2 separate regions of the Anser cygnoides genome follow, and region 1 is linked to region 2. Evidence: chromatin contacts called from public Hi-C data. All regions are on one chromosome and are shown on one strand. Each heading gives the region's core, a stretch centred on a gene start, on an enhancer-like site or on the middle of the called end of the contact. The rest is flanking DNA. Distances are from core to core; before and after follow the strand shown. Region 1 holds the start of TTC7A (tetratricopeptide repeat domain 7A). Region 2 holds the start of SOCS5 (suppressor of cytokine signaling 5).

Region 1 (5,753 bases), core at 2,567-5,066, 140 kb after region 2:
GTACAGAAAATAGCTCTTTATACATTTTAGAGAAATGCTAACATTTAGATTCTCTATTCAGGGATAATGATTGAATGCAATTTAAGATTTCTGTTATGCTTTACAGTTACCAAATACCAACAAAGCAGCAATACACCACTTGTTTAATATCTTTCAACTGCTTGACTTACCAATTATTGACTCAAGACAATGAAAACATTCCTAGAACCATGTTTGTTGACAAACATTCAAGTATCTTGAAACTGTTAGTTATGAAATAACTCCTGAAATTAACACCATAATTTAAGCATCAAGGAAAATGAACTTAAACCTCAACAAGGCAGCATTACTTGCTCACAGATTATCCTGCTGGCTAATACTGTAAGAATCAAATTGAACTGAAACTTTTATATTAAATTGGTTTACTGTTAACATGACCTTCAAAACGAGATAGCAGAAGCTACTCAAGTATATGTTATGCAGCATTAATACAACATTATAAATGTAATAAAATGCTTTCACTTTTGTAAGAAGAGACCAGGGAAGGTAGAGAAAAATTTAGTAAAATGCAATATAAAAAGTAAATTTGTGGAGGATGAGAATAAATTGAAAATCATGTATACGTATTTATATATAACATTTGAGAGTATACTAGGATATACATATATTTAATAATGCTCAATTTCTTGCAACATAGTGTTAAAAGTCCATATGGTGTCACGGGGACCTCCAAAACAAACCAGTTTCACACACTTTTCCTCTACAATTACTGTTTCAAGCACCTGTACTTGTATGCAAGTTTCCTTTGAAATTAGTGGGATGGTAAGGAAATTTCTCCTTGATATACAGTCATCTCCTTGACACATTATCTTTTCTTGCTTTCTAGGTATTTTCTAATTTTAAAATGTAAGCAAAAATAATTTTAAGATGTAAGCAAACAAGTACTATATAACTCAATAATCAAAGATTGGAATTTGAGAATACTGTTGATGCTTCCATGCTGCAAGATTCAACCATTCAGTCAAACACACCTATCAGTCTGCATTAGCCAGCCTCTTAACGGGTACAATTTTCAAGGAAATTCCACTGCAACTGGTACACCTCTCCTCACTAACACTGTGGCACAAAGATCGACAGGAGTAATAGATCACATTATACCAGGTCACATTTCCATTTAGCTAGGAGAAACAAGCCCCCTGCAAAACCTTATTCCAGTGATTTTGCAAATTCTGCATAGTCAATGTATCCGTCATTGTTCTTATCATCATCTCGCAAGACATCATCTATTAGACTAATTAGCTCTTCTTCTTTCATTGCCTGGGTATGCTCACCACCTTCCTACAAAAAAAAAAAAAAAAAGAAAAGTTTAGCGGTGTTTCCCATCTAGTGGCACGTGACATATTACTGACAACTAATTTTTGTTAAGCAGTTCATATTTGACGTTTAATGTGGTTCTAAGATTTATATAATCATTTATTCCAATATATGGAACTTTTACCAGATGCAAGCTATTAAGTCCAAGTTCTCTGTACTTCAAAATAAGTGCTTTGTATCCGTTATATCCAGTTTATATTCTTAGCCAAGAGATCTAAAAGCTAAATAGCACAATGTACAACGATAGACTAACCTAGCAGATGTGTTCTTAATTTGAATCTTTATGTCGCACAGACATATAGTTTCTGTACTGTATAGAAACATCATCCTTTGTGTCAGAACGTGTAACAGAGTGAGAAATGAAAAGAAACATGTTCAGTACAGTGGTGTAACTTAAAGGTAGTAAAAGGTCAGTATGTGATACTGCGTTAGCATTGTCTTCCCAAGGATCGTACCTGCATCTGTCCTTAAATATTTGTAGCTGGGAAGAGAATGTGTTTAGAAAGGTGAAGAAAACAAAGGCAGACCATGACTGGTTCTTCTAAGCCGAATTTGTGCAAGATGTCTCTTCGCTTATCCACGGCAGTAATAGTTTGGGCTTGAAAACAGCAGGCTTAGAACCTGCAGCAGCATCGTATCACGTGCTACTTCTATAACCTCACATCAGCTTAATTCCATCGTGGACAATTTCCCTTTTTCCTCTCCCCATCCCTGGCTATCAAAGTATCCCCTTTGTCAAATCATTTCCACTCTTCGCCCACAGTAAAGTTTAAACGACAGTGGAGTCTTCTTGAAAACTGTGATGTGACATGAAAAAACTATGATAAAGTTAGTATGTTTATAAATCAAGCCAAAGGGATAATAGTCTTGTTTTCACAAGAACTGTTCTACTGTAACTGCACTGAAGGTGTGTTGTGACTATGCTACTTAAAGCTGGTTTAAGAAAGTCAGAACTGTTTGCAAATGCACAAGCCATTACAATATACCACCTACCTCTTTGTGGACATGTGATATAGCGGTAGCAAGCTCTAGCCCATCTAACAAATTATTGCCATCATAATCATGCATTTTGAAGTAATGAAGCTGCAACTCTTGCGGAGACATCTCAGATTCTGGTTTTTCAATAACACCTTCCAAATGTTCCATGATGTGTCTAAGAAAAAAAAAAACAACAAGCGACATACCAGTTAGTTAATATTTAATTCTATGTTGACATCAAATTTAGTCTTTGATCAAGCAGTCAAGTGCACAGGAAGCACTGTATCTCTAAAAGCACCCTAGACAACCAGGACAACTGACAGTTTTACACTAAAATGAGAAAGGCACAAAGGTTGGTTGTTACAGGTGTTGCAGTGGCCCCTAGCGTCTTAGGTAGCTATTCCTCTTTCTTCTGGCCTACTGAACTGATTACAAAAACAAGCCAAGCAGCCCTCAGAGTCTCCTTTGGGCTGTTTTCCAAAGCAAAGGGTCTGGAGGAAGAGCATTTATACTCATACATGAACTAGGGAACTGCATTTGCTGCTACCTCTCTTTGGTGCGTGAAGAAGCAAGGAAGAAGAAAACCATTCCCTGCCCGCTTAAAGTACTGTTTTGTCTAAAGTACATTGATCTAGGCGAGCAGGGTTCCTGTAAGAAATCACTTATAGCGTGAGTTGTGCTGAAGGCTCCGGAGACCTTTCCGGGTCTGGCACCTGCTGTCAAGTTCTCCAGCAGCTGCCTCCTGCCTGCCCCCAGCTCTTCACGCGGTACCCCGAGCCGGGCGGCTGCCCTCGCCTTTAACCCGCCTGGCGCCGCAGGAGGTAAGCAGACGGCTAAGAAGCACCGTCGGCGTTTTCGGGACACGTACTCCTTATCTTGCACCAGGTTCTTATCGAGGCGGATGTTCGCGTGCTGGCCCTCCCCGCCGCGCTCCTCAGCCAGGGCGCCGAGGAGGGAGGCGGCCAGGCAGCAGCACAGGAGAGCCGCTCCAACACCCCTCGGGGCCATGGCGATCTCCTGCGGAGAGGAAAACAGAGCGCGGAGAGACGGGCGACGCCCGGCCGTTAAACCGCCGCCCGCAGCCGTTAAACCGCCGCCGCGGGATGGCGGCCCTGGCCCCCAGGTGGAGCCGGGCCCTGCGCTCCCCTCCGCCCACGGCGCATGCGCGCGCCCCGCCCCGCCCCGCCCCTCGGCGCCCCGCCCGCCGGCTGCACCTTGCGGCGGGGCGCGGTCGCGTCACGGCGCCCGCAGGGCCGCGTGCAGCGCTCGCCGGCGGCCAGGTGCGGCGGGAAGGGGCGGGGCCTCACCCTCGGGGGGCGGGGCCTCGGCGCCGCGGGGGCTCCGCTCGGTGGGCGTGGCTTCCCGCTCGGTGGGCGTGGCTTCCCGGCCGGTGGGCGTGACTTACCGCTCGGTGGGCGTGGCTTCCCGACGGATGGGCGGGGCCTCTCGGCCAATGGGCGTGGCTTCCCGGCCGGTGGGCGGGGCCTCCCGGCCGGTGGGCGCGTCCCGGCGGCGCCCCGCGGTCCGGCGGCGGCGGGGCGCTAAGATGGCGGCGCTGTGGCACGTGAAGCTGTCGGGGGAGCTGGAGCGGTGCCGGGCGGAGCGGCACTGGGCGCAGCTCCGGCTGCTGGTGCGGCACCAGCTGCTGCCCCCCGCCAGGGCGCCCCGCAAGGCGGCGGCGGGCGCCGAGGAAGCCGGTAAGGGGGCGGGGGGAGCGGCAGCGGGGCGCTGACCTGCCCCGGGAGCCGGGGGGAGCCCCGGGGTGCTGGTCCGGCCGCGGGGGGGGGGCTCCGCGGTGCCTTCCCCTGGCGGTCCCGAGGGCAGCGCCCGTTGGCCGGGTGCCCGGGGAGCGGCGGTTCGGGGGCTCGGTCCCTCCTTGTGCCTGCGCCTCTCGCCTCCGGCAGAGGGGCCGGCGAGCGCCTGGGTGCTCCCCGGTGCCGCGTACGAGTGGCTGTGGCTGGGGGTGGGCACGCGCAGGGCCCGCTGTGTTGTGCCGCTTCCCCGTTTCGCGGTGCCGGCGCGCGGTAGGTGCGTGCCGGCCGTCGGGCGGGCGGAGCTCCGCTCCCGCGCCGGTGTGCGCTGGCGCTCGGGCCGCAGCACGCGCGCTGTGCCTCGCGCGGGGGGGGCGAGCGGGCAGCGGCTGCCCCACGGGCTGCGAGTGCGGGGAGGACGCTGCCCTGCGCCCCCGTTCCGCAGCTTCGGGCTCTGGAACACGAAGTCTGTGTGACACACAGTGCTCGTTTGGTTTTTTTCTTCTTTGATTTACAAAGACGTTCTTACCCTATTTGACTCAGCAGCCGGCTGTTTGAGATACTCCTTCTATGAATGAATGAGCTGCTGAACTAGACCCATCAAGCGAGAGCTCCAGCTACGCCGCCAGATGAGATGTTTTTAGCAAGTGATGCATCTTAAAGTTCATAGAAAATAATTTCTTCTAAGTAAAATATTAAGCTTCTGATGCAGTTACTGTTCTGTAGTGAAGATCATGGCTTATGCCTAGTCTGAAGCAAGTTTTCATGCTTGTACATTCACAAATTTTAAGCGTGTACTTAAATGCTTGCTAAGACTGGTCTTACAGTTTTTCATCACAAAACTCACTTTTAAATTAATTGCTACATTAGTGACAACACAAGAGTGAGCTTTGCTGTCAAAATGAAAGGATCCAATCAGGGAAAAATCGTTTAATTAAAAGGAAATGTCATTTTATTTTTCATAGATAACAATGTTTCCAATACCCCAAGTTAACACTACTTCCTCTTTTCCTCCACTAGTTCCTCTCACCCCTCAGAGTTACTATTTATGTGTCTTGCAGATGATGAGTTTTCTCTTAATCCTGTTTAAATGTTAGTGTAATGCTATTTAAAAAAAGTAGTGCTGATAATAGCATTCGAAAATGCTAAGTGATGTTTCTCGTTGGTTGGTGTATGCTTTCAGAGGACTATGGGAGTATGCTGCTTGCCGAAGCTCTGCTGGAAGAATGCTTACAGGAAAACTTTGCCAAACTGAAGGACTCCATTCCCCTGACAGAGAAGAATGAGCCCAAACTGAGTGAAGCTAAGCAGTATCTGACCAATGTCTTAAGCAGAGGAAAGCTGCGGGTAAGTGGGCTCTGTCATTGTAACTGCTGATAACGTAATGCTTTTTTCATGTGATTGTTAGCCTGATATGAGGTGTTGACATTGCCTTATCACGTCCCCCTATTTACAGTGCTGTAGTTATAGGTATTACTAATGTCCTTGTAATTCAGTGCCCCTCTGCAGTGTCTTCTGTTGGGAGATTGCTTTTTCATATCCGAACAGGTTAGGTATTACAAATATATCCTTCTTTTTGATTACAAAGACTTGGGCTGAGTATGTAGGAGCTCTCTGCAGCCATGGTGCAGAGCCTTCTAATGGTGCTGCTGGGTTTGCCCAGCTGAGGGA
Region 2 (5,688 bases), core at 2,896-5,395:
TTTATTAAATGAAGAAAACTGTTGATCTTAGGTTGCCAAATCACTGTATTTTCTTTTCAGCTGCTGTGGTGGAACAGTAATGCAGGCCATGGGAAATAACAATGGGAGCAACAGTCCCTGTGGAAAGGAGACCGTGATGTTCTGCTCTCAAATTCACTCTGGGTAATTATTTCATCAGTGCTGTCCTCAAAAAGCAAGAGAACCTGCTCCAAAGTGCTTTCAAAGTCAAGGCGAGGGAGGAACGTTGACAGAGAGAGGTAGCACTTTCTCTTAAACCAAGTAACACAGCTGAAGGAAAAAAAAAAATCCAACAAGCTTTCAGCAAGACAAAATCCAACAAACCTTCTGCAAGGAAGAGGCAGAGTGCTTCCCTGTGTGGATGCTCTGCAGAGACTGCCTAGTCCATCACAGATTTCCTCTGAATAACTATTTTTTATTTTGTACTTTTGGAAGGGAGAAAGGTAAGTAAGATAAGCTGCTAACTTTCCTTTCTGTTTATGCACAGACATCAAAAGCTGGAGCAGGCCATCTGCTGTCAGTAGGCTTGGCAGAGAGGGCAGGTAAAATCCAGTCTGCAGCCTGCATCCTTTGTACCATTTCAGTTTCAGTTACAATTCTAGGTGCGAATGACAATTTGTAAAGCTGAAATTGTGTTTTGGAGTGTATTAAAATTGAGAAAAGAATCATAGAACAATTAAAGTTGTGAAGATCCTCAGAAGGTCATCTGGTGCAACCCTCTCCTATAATGGTGGATTTACTTGACAGCCTAAACAGGCTACAGCTATGCTACTTATACTGTACTGTACGGTGCAAGCTCTTTAGACAAATCATGTTGTGTAGTAGCAGCTTCATACCTATCCTCTTCGGTCTGCCACCTAAAAAGCAGCTGTGTGTGGCAATGGTCAGTTAACAGGAAGATTTAAAGTCATTATGCTAGTCTTGCACTTTTTTACTTACTGAGGACAAGATAAGCTTTCCTTCCTTTCTGTTTTACCCTTTTCCCTTTCTGCTATTTACCGAAACGTTGATATATAATGTATGAAAACACATTGTGTATATCCTTGCCTTCTGTACTGTTAAAGCAGCACAAATGAGTTCTCTTGGGTTGTGCTGGAAGTCAGGGATCCCTGATTCCCTGTCCTGTAACTCTGTAAACCCTGGACCGCATAAATTGTTGCAGAATCAGATTTAAGAAAAAAACAATATATTTGGTCATAAGAGTCTATTAAAAAAGCATAACCAAAGAAAATCCTAACAACTTAAAAAGTGTCAGTGGCAGCAATGAAACCCACTTTCAGATTCTGTCTTCTAAATATCAGTCTTCTGAAACTTTACAAGCTTTGGTTTTACCAGTTTTCTGAATGACTGCCACCTAAGCAAATTTGAGTAATGAACCGTTCAGATGTCTTGATAAAACATGATATAAGGGAAGAAATTACAATGACCCCAAGAGTACCACACATAGGTACACAAAATGTAGGCAACTTTATTTACCAAAGCTGAATAGAGGCTGTCAGTTAATATTGGCTATTCTGCTAGTTCTCCATCAGTTCATTGCAATTGCATGGAGTTTTGTATTTAATCTCTGTACTCAGTTATGTTGGTTTTCTTTTTTTTTCTTTCTTTTTTTTCTTCTGTGTTTCCATGAAGGGGTTAATCCAGGTAGAAATTAAGGGACATCCCAAAAGATGTCCTGCTGTGGAAACAAAAGGAAGGAAGTAGGAAGGAGGTTGTTCAGACAAGCATGTTTGCACAAGTAGATCCGAGAGATGTTGGATTTTAAGTAGCAATTATTAGATTGAAGACCTTAATTCCTCTTGACAAACTGAAGAGGTCTGATACTGTGTGGATAGGGTTTATATTAAATGGGGTTCCTTCCAGGCCATGTGGAACGTCTGCATAAGAGCAGCAATGATTTCTAAGGTGCCAGCCATTGCTCTACTCTATGAAAAGTTTCAAGCTTTTTCTCTCCTTTATTATTTCTGTCTCAGAATGTAAAACTTTACACATGCACTAAAATATGAATATATTTAATAGGATTGAGGTGTAAATGATATTTTGATGAAAATCTAGTTACAGGGATGTAGCATCTTTGTGGATGTAGGATTAACTGCTATTGTTCTAGCTGAAACTGTAGCTTAATCCCGACAAAAACAGTAACATCAAGAGGTTTTGGTCTATGAATAAGAAGAGATACAGCACATTTGGGGCTTTAGGGTCTGTGCTTAATCAAACTTAATAGTTCCGAGAAGTCCATAAGTATCTAGCATAAAAAATATTTACTATGTACTAGAATTAAACATGAATGCTTCCTACAGAAGTCATTAAAAAGGGAAACAGTCTGAAAGTTGAAGTTAAAACTGACTTATGTAACTTTTATACAGGTGGAGTCAGCAGTGGGTAACTGCAGAAATAAATTGTAACTTCAGTCATGCTTCTGAAGCAAAGGCTTTTAGGTGATGTGGTGATACTAAATGTTATAGAATCACAGACTGGATGGGGTGGGAAGGGACTTCTGTAGGTCCCATAGTCCAACCCCTGCTCAAGCAGGGCCACCAACAGCAGGTTGCTCAGGACCACATCCAGGTGGCTTTTGAAGATCTCCCAAGATGCAGGCTCCAAAACCTCTCTGGGCAACCTCTGCGAGTGCTTCGTCACCTGCACAGTAAAAAAAAAAATAAAAAATAATAATTTCCTGATGTTCAGAGGGCACCTCCTGTGCTCCAGTTTGTGTCCATTGCCTCCTGTCTTGTCACTGGGCACCACTAGAAATAGCCCGCCTCCCTCTTCTTTGCATTCTCCCTTCAGATATTTATGTACATTGACGAGCTCCCCTGATCTTCTCCAGGCTGAACAGCCCAGCTCCCTCAGCCTTTCCTCACAGGAGAGGTGCCATTAACTACCATCCATTAGTAGTCCATTAACTACCTTCATGGCCCTTCACTGGAACCCTCCCCACCACGTCCACATCTCTCTTGTACCGGGGAGCCCAGAACTGGACCCGGCACTCCAGGTGTGGCCTCACCAGTGCCGAGCAGAAGGGAAGGCTCCCCTCCCTCGACCTGCAGGCACCACACGTCACCACAGGCCTTCTTTGCTGCGAGCTGCTGACTGGTGTTCAACTTGGTGTCCACCAACACCCCCAGGTTCTTCTCTACAAAGCTGATTTCCAGGCGGTCAGCCCCAACACGCGCCTGGGGTTGTTCCTCCCCAGGTGCAGGGCTTTACCCTTCCCTTTGGTGTAACAGTAACTTAGAATCACAGAATCATCAAGGTTGGAAGAGACCTCCAAGACCATCTGGTCCAACCATCCCCCTACCACCAGTAACACCCACTAAACCATGTCCCTAAGCACCACGTCCAACCTTGCCTTGAACACCCCCAGGGACGGTGACCCCACCACTTCCCTGGGCAACCCCTTCCGATGTCTGACTGCTCCTTCTGAGAAGAAATGTCTCCTCACTTCCAACCTGAGCCTCCCCTGGCGCAACCTGAGGCCATTCCCCCAGCCCTCCCTTGCACCCTAGCAGCGACCAGCACGCTTTGTGTGGTGCGATTCGGTGCGTTTTGGCTGTACCGCAGCCAGGCAGTGAGCTCGCTCCCCATTACAGGGAAGAAGCGAGGGAAAGGAGGGAGAAGCGTTCTGCACAGGGCACAGCCCCTGTACGACAACGACAACAACATGGCTCCAACAGCCTTTAATGTGCCACAGCGCCCTCACGGCGGACCCGCCCGAGCCGGGCCGAACGGGGCCGAGCGCGGCCGAAGCCGCCCGAAGCCGCCCGAGCCCCGCCGCGTCCGGCCGAGTCCGGCTGAGGCTCCTCGAGCGCCGCTTCCGCCTGCTGCCCCGCCACGTGACGCGGCCCCGCCCCGCGCCCCTCGCCCGAACCCAAAATGGCCGCCGGCGAGCCCCTTCCCAGACTGGGCATCGCGCCCGACTCCAAGATGGTCGGCGGCGGAGGCCCGTCGCAGCCATCCTAGCGGGTCAGCCCGGGCGCTGCTCCCGGATAGGCCGCGCGACGCCCCGCCCCGCCCGGCCCGCCGCTCCCATTGGCCGCGCCGCGAGCCAACCCGTCTCCTATTGGCTGCCGAGGCGTCGCTCCCGCTCTGCCCGCTGCGGGGCCGGGGGAGCTATTTTCCATTCGGCGGGGGGGGGCCGGGAGGGGGCCCGGCGGAGCGCACGGCGCGCGCCCAGCGGCAGGCGGCGGCGGGACATGGCGGCGGCGCTGCGGCGGCCGGAGGGGCCCGGGGGGCCGCCGGGACGGCGCTGAGGGGCCGCTGCCCCGGCACGGCGGTGGGTGCGTGGGGACGGGACCGGGACGGGAACGGGAACGGGGCGGCATCGGCGGCCGCTCCTCGCCGCCGCAGGTCCGGGCAGGGCCGGGGTGGCCGCCCCGGGGAGCTGCCGCGGCTGGGGACCGGCTGGGGGCGCAGCTCGGGGCGGTGCTGTGAGGGGACGGCCCGGTGCTGGTGGTGGTGGTGGTGGTGGTGGTGCTGGTGGTGGTGCTGGTGGTGGTGGTGGTGCTGGTGGTGGTGGTGCTGGTGGTGGTGCTGGTGGTGGTGGTGGTGCTGGTGGTGGTGGTGGTGCTGGTGGTGGTGCTGGTGGTGCTGGTGGTGGTGGTGGTGCTGGTGGTGGTGCTGGTGGTGGTGGTGGTGCTGGTGGTGGTGGTGCTGGTGGTGGTGGTGCTGGTGGTGGTGGTGGTGCTGGTGGTGGTGCTGGTGGTGCTGGTGGTGCTGGTGGTGCTGGTGGTGCTGGTGGTGGTGCTGGTGGTGCTGGTGGTGCTGGTGGTGCTGGTGGTGCTGGTGGTGCTGGTGGTGCTGGTGGTGCTGGTGGTGTCAGCCCCATGGCTCGGTGCTTGCAAGGAATCACGGCCACCTGGCCTGGCACCTGGTCAGGGCATGCATGTGGGTGGGCAGCATGCAGGAGTTACGCTCCCCTTCCCTGAACACGTTCGGAATGCTTCTCTTTCTTTTTTTCATCTCTTCTAAAGCCCACTGAAGTTTTATGAGATGTTGCTGCGATTGTAACCGGTGGTGTTAGGCAGTGTGTGCACAGCCAGATCGTCCCACGGGGCACCACTCTCCCTGCATGTGGGGTACCACCCCTGGTTATGCCATGCCAGCCCTGTGATGAAAAATACAGTGCTTTTCCACCAAAACTCATCCCATTATGGCCTGTGTTGCTCCCTTTACTTTGGTAAACGAACAGCTTTTCCCACATAAACTGCAACAACTCCAGGATTATTTTTGTTGGTGGTGCTGTGGTATATTCCTACAAGAAAATGTTTTTAGGGTAGATGTAGTCCAAGTGAGCTGTTTGCAGGGGGATGACATGAATGAAAAGTGCTACCCGAGGTTGCGTTTATGTAACCTTATTTAAAACTGAATTTGCACAGAAAAAGACTGGCTCTCGTAGTAATTGATCTGTCTCCTCCAGAAGGCAGTGAGCTAAGCATGTGTGTTGGATGTCAAGATGAGAGTGAAAATCCTGAGAGTTTCCTTGTGGCTTTAAACTGTTGTGCAGGAGGCTGCATGCTGCATTATCATGGCTATCCAAATACTTCACGTGCTTTGAATACATCTGACTGTTCTGTTCTAGATAAGAGTTTTTAATCATAAAACCTTCTGTGTGGTTATTTTGTTTAAACTTCAGCCTCTTAGAGGCGAGCAATTGCATGTCAGGGTGCT

Evidence for each region. Hi-C and Micro-C count contacts between places; a contact is called where the count stands out from the background.
Region 1: a Hi-C map of liver shows a contact between it and region 2, with 2.4 times the contacts expected there. The contact joins the promoter of TTC7A here to the promoter of SOCS5 in region 2. A contact is called at or near these places in 3 of 7 Hi-C or Micro-C datasets (all in liver).

Annotation. Positions count from the first base shown.
Region 1 is chr3:30,250,875-30,256,627 of Taihu_goose_T2T_genome, forward strand. It overlaps TTC7A (tetratricopeptide repeat domain 7A), which reads left to right and starts at 3,817. Exons shown (of 20, transcript XM_048079466.2): 1 at 3,817-4,028; 2 at 5,266-5,429. The coding sequence starts at 3,878. It overlaps MCFD2 (multiple coagulation factor deficiency 2, ER cargo receptor complex subunit), which reads right to left and starts at 3,858. Exons shown (of 4, transcript XM_066993815.1): 1 at 3,737-3,858; 2 at 3,200-3,348; 3 at 2,347-2,506; 4 at 1-1,317. The coding sequence starts at 3,339. The coding sequence ends at 1,186.
Region 2 is chr3:30,113,042-30,118,729 of Taihu_goose_T2T_genome, forward strand. SOCS5 (suppressor of cytokine signaling 5) reads left to right here and starts at 4,146. Exons shown (of 3, transcript XM_066993808.1): 1 at 4,146-4,294. It overlaps CRIPT (CXXC repeat containing interactor of PDZ3 domain), which reads left to right. Exons shown (of 6, transcript XM_013171097.3): 6 at 61-2,879. The coding sequence ends at 80.